3 separate regions of the Sus scrofa genome follow, and all the other regions are linked to region 1. A link is a contact called in public Hi-C and promoter capture Hi-C data. All regions are on one chromosome and are shown on one strand. The core of a region is the stretch at or near the end of the contact, and the rest is flanking DNA. Distances in the headings are between cores, read along the strand shown. Region 1 holds the start of PEBP4 (phosphatidylethanolamine binding protein 4). Region 2 holds the start of BIN3 (bridging integrator 3). Region 3 holds the start of CHMP7 (charged multivesicular body protein 7).

The links. Promoter capture Hi-C pulls out the DNA fragments that hold promoters and counts their contacts. Hi-C and Micro-C count contacts between places; a contact is called where the count stands out from the background.
Region 2: a contact with region 1 is called in a Hi-C map of liver, with 1.8 times the contacts expected there. The contact joins the promoter of BIN3 here to the promoter of PEBP4 in region 1. A contact is called at or near these places in 7 of 47 Hi-C or Micro-C datasets (embryonic fibroblasts, liver, omental adipose tissue and 2 more) and 2 of 2 datasets of contacts at active chromatin or transcription factors (alveolar macrophages and skeletal muscle).
Region 3: a contact with region 1 is called in a promoter capture Hi-C map of fetal skeletal muscle, with 5 times the contacts expected there. The contact joins the promoter of CHMP7 here to the promoter of PEBP4 in region 1. A contact is called at or near these places in 1 of 5 promoter capture datasets (fetal skeletal muscle) and 2 of 47 Hi-C or Micro-C datasets (embryonic fibroblasts and heart right ventricle).

The regions. Positions count from the first base shown.
Region 1 is chr14:7,170,734-7,174,381 of Sscrofa11.1, reverse strand. PEBP4 (phosphatidylethanolamine binding protein 4) reads left to right here and starts at 1,741. Exons shown (of 6, transcript NM_001162888.1): 1 at 1,741-1,877. The coding sequence starts at 1,747. It also overlaps the pseudogene LOC110256618.
Region 2 is chr14:6,925,350-6,928,997 of Sscrofa11.1, reverse strand. It overlaps BIN3 (bridging integrator 3), which reads left to right and starts at 2,048. Exons shown (of 11, transcript XM_021073387.1): 1 at 2,048-2,411. The coding sequence starts at 2,305.
Region 3 is chr14:7,388,206-7,391,853 of Sscrofa11.1, reverse strand. It overlaps CHMP7 (charged multivesicular body protein 7), which reads right to left and starts at 1,788. Exons shown (of 10, transcript XM_021074113.1): 1 at 1,309-1,788. The coding sequence starts at 1,607.

The sequences.
Region 1 (3,648 bases), core at 492-2,991:
AACCCGCATCCTCATGGATACTAGCCTGATTCTTCACCGCTGAGACACGACATAAATTCCGTGGCTGCCACTTTGAAGACAGCAGTGTCTTGGCCTTGGGTGACCATTCTGCCATCATCATCCTCCGCCTCTGGCTGCCTGTGAGCTCCTTGAATTCAGGGACCATGCTCAGTCTGTACCCTGGCCGGCACAGGGCTCAGCATGTGTGAGGTACCCAGCTGGAGAGCTGGATTGTGAATGAATGGCTAGGTGGATGGATCTGTGGAAAAATATTTACACTACCCATTAATTATTGAGCATTACCTCAGTGCCAGGTACCTTACTAAGTGCCTTACGTAATTCATTCATTTCAACACAACCATTTTGTGGGTCGGCTGCTAGGAGACACTGTCCAGTAGGAGGGACCTTGGGAATGATGGGGGTGGGGAGCCTTTGTCATACTTCAGGGAGTATGATTATTGAGAAATGTGTTTGGTCTGTTGCCCCAAAGAAGGGCTTTTGCTGCAAGTTGGGGTCCTGGAAGCAGGAATTCAACTGAAAAGCAAGCTCTGCTGAAATGTTTCTCTGAAGATCTAGCTGCATGTACTCTAGACCTACCCTCATCTTCCTTCGCCCGCACAAGGGCGACAGGATCATTTTATTTGTTTTTACAAGACGTGGTGCATCCTGAAGAGGTGTGAGACAACACCCCCCCCCTCCCCCAGCCAAGTAGTGGAGCTCAATGCAGAAACTGGTGTCTGAGGTCCCCTCCCCCTTCCCCTGTGGTGGAGGAACTGCCTTTGATCTTCCCCCTGCCTCTCTGGTTCCAATCAGAGTCCCACACCCTCCTGCCTGCAGGCCTGTTCCCTGAGGGAACGAAGGCCACCCAGGGGTCCCAGGCAAGTGTTCAACGCAGCCCTAGGCCCCCCTTCCTCCTAGTGCAGTGAGTTGTGCAAGCTTCCCCCTTCCTGAGCAGCTCTGCTGGCCTTCTTCTCCAGGGACTATTATTTTGGGAGAGTGCTGAGTTCAGCACCAGTGCAAGGTACAGCCGGGCACACCCTTCTGTCCTCAGCTGGCCCTTCAGAGCTGGCCTCAGGGCCTGGTGGCCCTCCCCTCCTCCTCCCCTGTGCAGCAGCCCCTCCTCCGCAGGGTCACCGTGTCCAACCGTGACCACCATCCGACAGCCCCGAGGCTCTCAAGACAGGTGGCAGAGGAGCTGTGGGTGGGAGAAGCAGAGCTGGTGCAAAGGGCGCACCCCAGCCTCATGCCTGCTCCTAGAAAACCCTGCAAGGTGGGGCCGTCATGAGCACCCCCAGAACCCGAAGCCTGGGGTCACCAGCCTCCCAGAGTTTGCTTTAAAGTCAAAGGAGGAGGCTCAACTGATTGCACAGGGGTAACTCGGGAGGGGCAGGGTGAGGGGGGGCTGTGTAAGAGGCTTATATAAGCCCTCCTGTGCTGCAGCCTGCTCTGCGCCCAGGCGGGCGGCAGGCAGAGTGACAGCACAGCTCTGCTCCGTGGAGGAGGGGCCTCAGCCAGGACTGAAAATTGAGTCCAGCTGGGAAGAGGCCCAGGTCCGCCCAAGGTTCTTGTGTCCGGGTACGGATTAGCTGCTGGAGCCCAGCCTGGCCGGAACTTCTCCCTTGCACTTCTCCCTACTGAGCAGAGGGTTCTGATCAGGTGGGCCCCTGGGGCAGGGGCTCTGGGGTGGGCAGAGCACCCCCTGCGGCGGGCCTGGTGGCACTGAAGTTCCTTCCGTTCCAGGTGCCCATGGGCTGGACCATGAGGCTGGCTACGGCAGCCCTGTTCCTGGGCCTCACGATGGCGGTCCCCGGAGATGAAGAGGACAGTGACCCATGTGTGTACGAGGCCTTGTCTGACAGCGACGCTGTGCTCTGCAAGTAAGACTGGGTGGCCCCCCACTCCCAAGAGCCGCGCTAGAGGCTCGAAGAGGGGGTGCTTCCAGAACCAAGGGGGCACTGCCTCCCAAGGCAGCCTCTGTGGAAGGCAGAACATAAGGCAGCTCTGGGGCCATTCTGACGGAACATGACAGCAAGGAAAGGACTCAGACCCTTTCAGGCCCCTGCTGTCCAAGGGCGGTTCTCGGGGCTAGGAGGGTATGCAGATCTGGTCCGCTCCCCCGGGCCTCCAAACCCGAGGGGCCCTGTGGGGCTGTGGCCTCACCCTCTGTGTTGGCACCCGAAAGAGACCATCATTTCCTCCAGCATGGAACGCCTCCTGTCCCCCAGCAAGGTGGCATTTTAAAGGAAAGTGGCATTTATTTGACCGAGGGTGTGTGATTGGACCCTCCCTATGTTTCCTGTTCCCTAACAAGGCTCTAGGGGCGTCGGGACAGGTGGGCCTGTTAGGGAGCGTGGCCAATGGACATTGTTCAGGGAAGTCTGGGTCTCGAGGCCTGGCTTTGTCTCTTCCAAGGGCGCAAGCTTCTCTCCCTTTTCATCAGTTCGGCTCTCTCCTGCCTGCGGGTCAGAAAAGCCAGTCTTCATCGTCCTGGACACATGGTCATCCTCAGGGCTGCCCCAGCCATGCTGCTGGCAACCTCCTCTACCAGCTTGGTGACCGAGTATGCTGGCATCCCTCTGAGGCCATCAGAAGTGAGGCTGGGAGCAAGGACTCTCACTTCCTACTCTGTCTCTCTGAGTGCATTTGAATTCTTACAAACACTACTTTTAGAAAGAGAAATATGTTTTCCCTTAAAATTTTAGGCGGGAGTTCCCGTTGTGGCTTGGTGGTTAACCAACCCGACTAGGAACCATGAAATTTCAGGTTTGATCCCTGGCCTCGCTCAGTGGGTTAAGGATCTGGCATTGCTTGAGCTGTGGTGTAGGTTGCAGACACAGGTTGGATCCCATGTTGCTGTTGCTGTGATGTCGGCCAGCTGTTACAGCTCCGATTGGACCCCTAGCCTGGGAACCTCCATAGCTGCGGGTGTGGCCCTAAAAAGACAAAAGAAAAAAGAAAAAAAAAAGTTAGGCAGTTGGATCCAAAAAGAAAAAAAACACAAATTTTGCTCCTATCGATTACATTTTTTGGCCACGCCTATGACATGTGGAAGTCCCCAGGCCAGGGATAGAACCCATGCCACAGCAGTGACCTGGGCTGCTACAGTGACAACTCTGGATCCTTAACCCACTGAGCCACCAGGGAACTCCTATCTGTACACTTTTTAAATCTGGTGAAACAGTCCTGGGTAAAGTTTTGTGTGGGGGAGGGAGGGAATGACTGCCCCTCACATGTGAGCGGGTGCTGTGCTTCCCGGGAGTGGACAGGTCCTTGAGCTAGGACAGTGGGGCCAGGGCAAGGCCAGGCCAGGCCGTGATTAGGGCCCCATCATGGAGTGCCTCTTGTGCTCCCCATGTTCACTGTGGAACACAGAGAACACGGTCACATGTGTATGGTCACTGGAGGGACCAGCCAGCATCCCAGCTGCCCTAGGCTCAGCCCTGCCAACATCCACATGCCGGCACTATGGTGGCCTGGGTGCTGTGGCACATGGGGAAGCTCTGCGGCACCTGGTACCTGCCAGGAGTTCTGTTGGTGATTTAGACTCCTTGAACTATTTCATTGTTGTCAGGAACCCACCAAGTAGGTGTTAATCCTTGTTTTGCAGCTGAGGAATCCCCAGAGATTAAATAACCTGCCCATAGTGTT
Region 2 (3,648 bases), core at 799-3,298, 250 kb after region 1:
CTTCCTCTTGGTGGACTCTGGACCCACCTGGAGGAACAGGCCACCCAAAGCCAACTCAGCCCCTGGGAGCAGTGGGCCTGGTGCTCCTCCAGCTGGTTCTCTTTCCAATGGGCGCCTCCTACTGTGGGGCAAGCGATCAGGGGGCGCCCAGGTGTGGCTGAGCATCCCTTGGACTGATGCCTGGGGCAATGCCGTGGGGGGGACTGTTTTCCCTCCTGTGCACTCTCCTTCTCTCACTAGCGTCTCCTCCCTGGCTTCTGTGAGCTAATCAGGGAGCAGGAGGGGGAGGAGGGGGATGCTGCTTGCCTTCCCCGTTATCTGCAGCAATCCTCGGTGACTAATGCTCCCAGTTGGTAAAAAGGCAGTGTAATCAAAACACTTTTTTTTTAGTCCTTAAAGTTAGTCATTCTCCCAGAGTGGAGGAAAAAAAAGCCCACAGCAGGCACCATGAAATGCAAGCTGAGAGGCTCGCTCTGCGGGTGGAACTAAATCTTTGGCCATGGCAGCTCCCTATGGGTCTGAGACTGGGTCCCTCCTCCTCCTCGGGGCCCTTGGCTAGCCTTCCTCCACACTCTCATTCGTTCGTGCTTTCCTCGCTATCTGGGTTGTTTGATCCCTGAAGGACTCCCATGCCAAGTCAGGAGCTGCCCTTTCCTCTCACCCTGCCAGGTGCTGCCACCTGCTGGTCCTGAGTGTGCCAAACTGGAGGAAGTATATAAAAGCTCCCAGGCTGAGGCCCAGGGTCAGATCTCTTGTTAGGCGCCTGATCATGTGCTCACCCGCCCTCTACCCCAACCTGGCCATTCAGTGTTTGTGCATCTCCTGGATCCTTCTATCTTCTGACCCCATTTTTTTCTCAACAGAATCATAGATTGTCAGGAATCATCAACAAGAGCTGGTATTCCATAGTGGCAAAAAGGCTTAAGGGTTGGTGGGGGGGGTTGCCCATGTTGGAATCTCCATTTTGCTACTTACTGACTGTCCTTCATGCTAATAATATTATTAATAATAATAATACCTACCTACCCTGTAGCGTTGTTGTAAAGATTAAATGTGAACTGCTTAGAATAGTGCTGGCACATCATGAGTGCTCCATTAATGCATAAAAATAACAAAATAATAAAGAGGAATGTATACGATCCCATTCCCTTTATTCATCCATGGCAGACATTGCTAATCAATCACAGACTTTCCCCATCAATAGAAGATTTCCCAGAATCCTCAACAGAGCACTCCAGGCAGCCAGCAACAAGCAGTCTGAGATCTAATCAGACTCTTACTGTCAAGGAAGATGAGGCCCTGAGGAGAGAAGAGACTCCCTCAAGCCACTCGGAGGCAGAGCCAGGATCCAGACAGCTCTTCCTGGCCCTGACCTCTGCTTGCCATCCCAGCTTCTAGTTTGCCACTTCACCCTGACCTTTGACCATCCATGTGGGCTCCCCACCACTGGAAAGTCTCACTCTGAGACCCTCCATCTTCTCCCACCCTCACTCCTCTCCCATGTCCTTGGCCTATGACCGCCCAGAGAATTCTGTTGTTCTGAGGCATCTTGCTGCACAGGTGCAGAATAGGAAGAAGCAGGGAGTGAAACTATGTAGAAACCTGCTGCTTAATTTCTGCAGCAGGAGCCTCCCTGAGATACAAAGACCTTCAGGGCTACAAGGGAGCTCAGCCCATCAATTTGGCTCCTTCATACTTGGTTCCCTCAGTCTCAGCCTTGTTCTCATGAAGCCCCTAACGGCTCAGATCCATTCTAGAATCCTTACTCTTAGCTGCCTAGAGGCTGGCATGGAGAGGAGTTAGATCAGCCCTAGACCTCTGTGTGGGGAATTTGAGAGAGGGCACGTATGAAAACCTCAGAGGTGAGAGTCAATGGGAAGCACCTGATTACCAACTTCTGCATGAAAAGCTCCAGAGAGAAGTCTGTGGTCTGATGGCAGAGCTGGTTCTTCAGCTGTTTGCCCTCTAGTAAATAGCTTTGGCCACTAAAGCAGATCCCTGCCACCTGAACAGGGAAGTTTTAACTTCTAGCTCAGACTTCTGGGGAGGGAGCAGTAGTTACCGGGCTTGAAACCAGGAGCACCCAAAGCTCCTCCACTCAGAAACCGAATTTGCTCATATTCTCTCCCACTCCACCCCCAGAAGGTCAGGGTCGGCCTGAATGGTGCATTGGTCACAGAAGAGAGAGACACAGCTCCCAACCCCGGGTCTGGAGACCCTGCAGCTGAACTTTCCACAACAGTGGTTGGTGTTTGTGCTTCTTTGAGTTCAGCTCCCCCCGGGATCAATGCCACATGGCACACCATGCTCACGGAGGGAAGCTTGTGGGTCCAGAGGAGAGCAGGCTGCCTGCCCCAGCCCAGCCTCCACCCTCAGCCCATCGCACGCCAAGCTGAGCCAGTGAGCCACAGGTAAGGAAATGGGGCCCAGCTCGGAGCAGGTGCTCCCCTGACAGACTCCTGGGAGGCCAGTCTGCTTGCCAGTCTCCTCCAAGGTCCTGCTGTCTACGTGGAAGGTTTGGGGTTGAAGATGAGAAGCAGAGCCCCAGTAGGGCCTCAGGTGGAATCCTTCCCTTCCAGAAGGTACATGTTTTCCCCTTTTACTTTCTATTATTTATTTATTGAAATATAGGTGATTGACAATTGTGTTAATTTCAGCTATACAGCAAAATGATTCAGTTTTACTTAGAAATTCTTTTTTAAAAATTCTTTTCCGAAGTTCCCGTCGTGGCACAGTGGTTAACGAATCCGACTAGGAACCATGAGGTTGTGGGTTCGATCCTGGCTCATCAGCGGTTGAAGATCATGGTGTGCGTGAGCGTGGTAGGTCGAAGACAGCTTGGATCTGGTTGCTGTGGCTGTGGTGTAGACAGCGCTACAGCTCCATTAGATAACCTGTGAACGCATATCACAGAACGCCTAAAAAAAAAAAATAAAAAATAAAAAAAAGCATAAAAAAAAAAAAATTCTTTTCCATCATGGTTTATCACAGAACACTGAATAGAGTTTCCTGTGCTATATAGTAGGAGCCTATTTTTTTGTTTGTTTTGTTTTTGTTTTTTGTCTTTTTGCCTTTTCTATGGCCGCACCCGTGGCATGTGGAGGTTCCCAGGCTAGGGGTCTAATCAGAGTTGTAGCTGCCAGCCTACGCCAGAGCCACAGCAACGCAGGATCCGAGCCGCATCTGCAACCTACACCACAGCTCACAGCAACGCCAGATCCTTAACCCACTGAGCGAGGCCAGGGATTGAACCCGCAACCTCATGGTTACTAGTCAGATTCGTTAACCACTGCAGCACGATGGGAACACCAAGTTTATCCACTCTGTGTATCTGCTAATCCCAAACTCCCACTCCATCCCTCTCCCATCTCCCCAAAGTATACGTTTGGCTTCATCCCAAGGTAGCAATGCTTCCTCCCACCTGCTCACCTCTCTGGTCTTGCCTCTCTGTTCAGACCCCATCTCACTTGCCTTCCCCACTCTCCTGTTTCCTGAGGGCTTCTGGAGTCAGTAGTTAACTTGGAATCTCAAAATACTGGCAACTTTGGTACTTGGTGATGTGATCCATCCTCTAGATGAAGAGACCAAGGCCCAGAGAGATGTGACGTGTCTGAGGTCAACTGTAGGATCAAAGAACAAGAGCCCAGG
Region 3 (3,648 bases), core at 539-3,038, 220 kb before region 1:
GTATCTCTTCAAATATAATAAATTCAGAGATCCTGCTGTGGCTCAGCAGAAACGAATCTGACTAGTAACCATCATGAGGATGCAGGTTCGATCCCTGGCCTTGCTCAGTGGGTTAAGGATCTGGCATTGCTGTGAGCGGTGGTGTAGGTTGCAGACACAGCTCGGATCCCGTGCTGCTGTGGCTCTGGTGTAGGGAACCCCTAGCCTGGGAACCTCCATATGCCGCGAGAGCGGCCCAAGAAATGGCAAAAAGACCAAAAAAAAAAAAAAAAAAAAAAAGCAGCCCAGACTGTTCTTGCTCCTCACCGACTTCTTCAGCTACTGTCTCTCCTGCGCCCCATCTCGGGCCTGGACTGAAACTTTGATGTCAGCCGAGGCAAGAGAGCTGGGGAAAAGGAGGAGAGACCTCTTGATCAGAAAGAGCAGCAAGCTAAAAGCAATGTATCAAAGTTGACTTTTGTCTTCAGCCAGGCTGCTCTGGGTATGACATATACAACGTGTGCATATGCTTTAGAATAGAAGACCCCGGGGTCCAGTTCCCCCATTCTTCTAACTAGCTATGCAACCCCAGGTAAGTCGCTTATCTCCTTAGGTTCAGTTTCCTCTTCTGTCTGCTGAGGACACCTGCCCACAGGACTGCAGAGGGGGTCAGATGAAATGGTGTGTGCAAAGTACCTGCACACTGTGAAGTGTTGTATGTGTATAAGATGTCCACGTTACCACCTGAGGTAGCTCCAAAACCCTGCACCTGTTGCACAGGTAGCACCTAAAGGGCACCAAGATACTCAGTAAAGCCCTCAACCTCCCTCATGTCTTCTGCTCCAAACCGCTTGTGCCAAGGATAAGCCAAGACAGGCCAGACACATGACCTCTGCTGGGAGGCTGCTAGCAAGATCCCTACAGGCCTCTTCCCCACAACTGTCTTCTTAGCTCTGCCTTTCCTTAGTTCAATAAATCCTGTCTCATGGACCATTTATGTTTCGAGGTAATCTGAATTCAGAAGTCCCTACGAAATAACTACATAATGGGATTCCAGTCCAGACAAATCACTGTCACCTCCGACAGGCTGGCTTCTACTCTAAACCCTCTGCATCTCCGTAATGAGGCTACCCTGGCCTCTCAATTTCCCTCCACCCTCCTCCCTCTCTCTCCCAACACCCCCTAACCTAGCCTCCTTCTTCGCCCACAGAGCAAACAGAGACTGCCCAGGGGGCCAGCTCCTGGGCTGGGCGGCGTGCGCTCGGGAGAACTGCCCGGGTCCCTGCCCGCGGGGAGCCGCCCCGCCCCCCGGCCCGGGCCCGCCCTCACCGCAGCAGGTCCTGCAGCACGGTGGCCAGCCCCAGCGGGACGCTGCCCTTGCGCTGAAAGGCCTCCTGCAAGTCCCGCAGACGCAGGCGCACCACCCCCTGGCGGCGGCTGTGGCTCAGCACCAACGGTGCCCAGAAGCCCATCTTGCTGTCCCAGTCGGTGCTGTTCACCTCGCGACTCCTTTTGAAGGCGGAGAACAGGAAAGACATGCGCTCCTCATCTTCCTCCCACTCGGGGGGCAGTAGGCCCGCCGAGTCTCCCCCGGCCGGGGCCTCGGCCTCCCGCTCCGGGGACCACATCGGAACCCCAGCCCCGCCAAGGCTCCGAACACAACCCTGGCCCTGGTCCCCTTCCGTCCTGGTTCCCTCCCGGCTTCCGTTCCTTGGCCACCTCCTCTTCTGTCATTACGTCACCGCCCCATGAAATAAGTCCGCGTGTCCTCACGGCGCACGCGTCTCCGCCCGGCCTGCGCCCGGAAGTAGGATGATGACCCTATTTTTCGAGAAACTCAGAGCGCTTGCGCCAACCCCTCCTCCCGCAGCCTTTGTGCGGTAAGGAGGACGTCGCGTGTGCGCAGCGGGTAAGTGCGCATCGTCGCACCCCGTCTGGAATCGGGAAGTTTGGCAAAGCATCGTAGAGGCAAACGACTGTCCGCCGAACTTGTGGTGGTTTCTGATAGGACTGTAGAGTCCCGCTAAGGGGCGCCAGAGGCACGAGCGTCAGCCACGCAGATCACCTTGTAGCGGCGTTCTTCAGACATTTAAACTTCCGAGTGAGCTCCCTTTTACGATAACGTCACGGATAAACAAAACTCTCGATCACTTAAGCTCTGTGAGAGTGTATACCCGGATTTTCAAGGATATATAAGCTTTCACTCCTCACCTTCTCTATCTTGGAGTGTCCCTTTGTTACCTTCTCAGAATCAATATACCCTTAAGATCGCGCTCAGTTCTTATTTTCCTTGAAACCGTCTCCAACTGTTCTGACTCATCGTTGATCTCTTTCACGATGAAAGAGTACAGCATGGGCTGAACAATACAGCATTTACTATTCCGGGTCCTGTTCCCTCGTTCCCTGAGAGCGGTGCAATGGCTTTAATATCTGTAATGCATGGTGGTGCTGGAGAACTATTTCATAAACTGAAAAGGGCATACCTTGACCCTTGCCCTTCTAATTATCTTAGAATTGTTAGATTCTCTCACACACAGACACAAAAATCTTAACGAGTAACAGACATATTCAGTGTGTTAAGAATAAACTGGTTTTCTTTTTAATTGAACCATCTAAAAGGTGAAAAGAGTTTCTTATTTAATGGAACCAGGTAACAGTCATCAGAGTGGAACATAAATTTGGCCTCTGTCGCTCACTGGCTGTATGACCTTGGGCCTCTTGTAAAGTAATATTTCCTAATAGGGTTGTTTGAGGGAAATGTTACAATGTATGTAAAATACTTGGCAAATGATGTAGTGGGTGTTATCACTGAGTGACAGGATGTTTAGTAGTTGGGACTTAGTGTAAGGAAGAATTTTAATAAGCATTTTAAAGGAGAGGAAGTGATATGATTGGTTACGTAAATGAATGTGTTGATACTGATGACTTGTGTTATTCCTCCAAGCACTTTCACAGACAATACCTCATTTAATACTCATAGCAATTGACAAAAATTCTTGACCACACTCTAGACAGGCTCCTCTAAGTCTTCTTAACTATACCTGTCAACCTTAGTCTATAAAGATGTGAACAAAAACTAACAGTTTCTAGCAGCTGAAGGCATATTTGTAAGGTGACCCTACCCCCCCTTAAAGTGCCTGCCTAAGAAAACTCAAGGTTATCAAAAAAAATTTACTATTTGTTCCAGCCAACACCTGAAGACAGAGCCCCTGTCTCCTAGCCTCTGTGAGAGGGGAGGAGTCTTACTTTGATAAGCCCTAGTTAGCAAACCCAAATGAGTTTTACAGGGATCAACCCTCCCTTCCTGCATTGTGTAATTTTTCACTGACTCTACTGAGACAGGCTTACCCTCTTCCCTATCCCCTTGTTCTCCCTTTAAAGAGCCCAGTCACCTCTGTACAAATAGAAGCTGAGTTCAGTTCACCCTGGACTCTTTTCCTTATTGCAGTAATATACTACTGATTAAAATCTGTTTGACGACTTTAGCCTCCGGCTTTGTAAACAAAAGACCAAATTTTGACACTTTCCTGTGCGATGAGTTTGGGTACTTCTTCCATTTTATAGATGAGAATGTTGAACCACAACTACGTTAAGTCTGGTGGAGAACATTCCAGAAAAGAAGAATAGTATGTAACTTGAGCAAATAAGCTGTACCCTGAGAAACACATT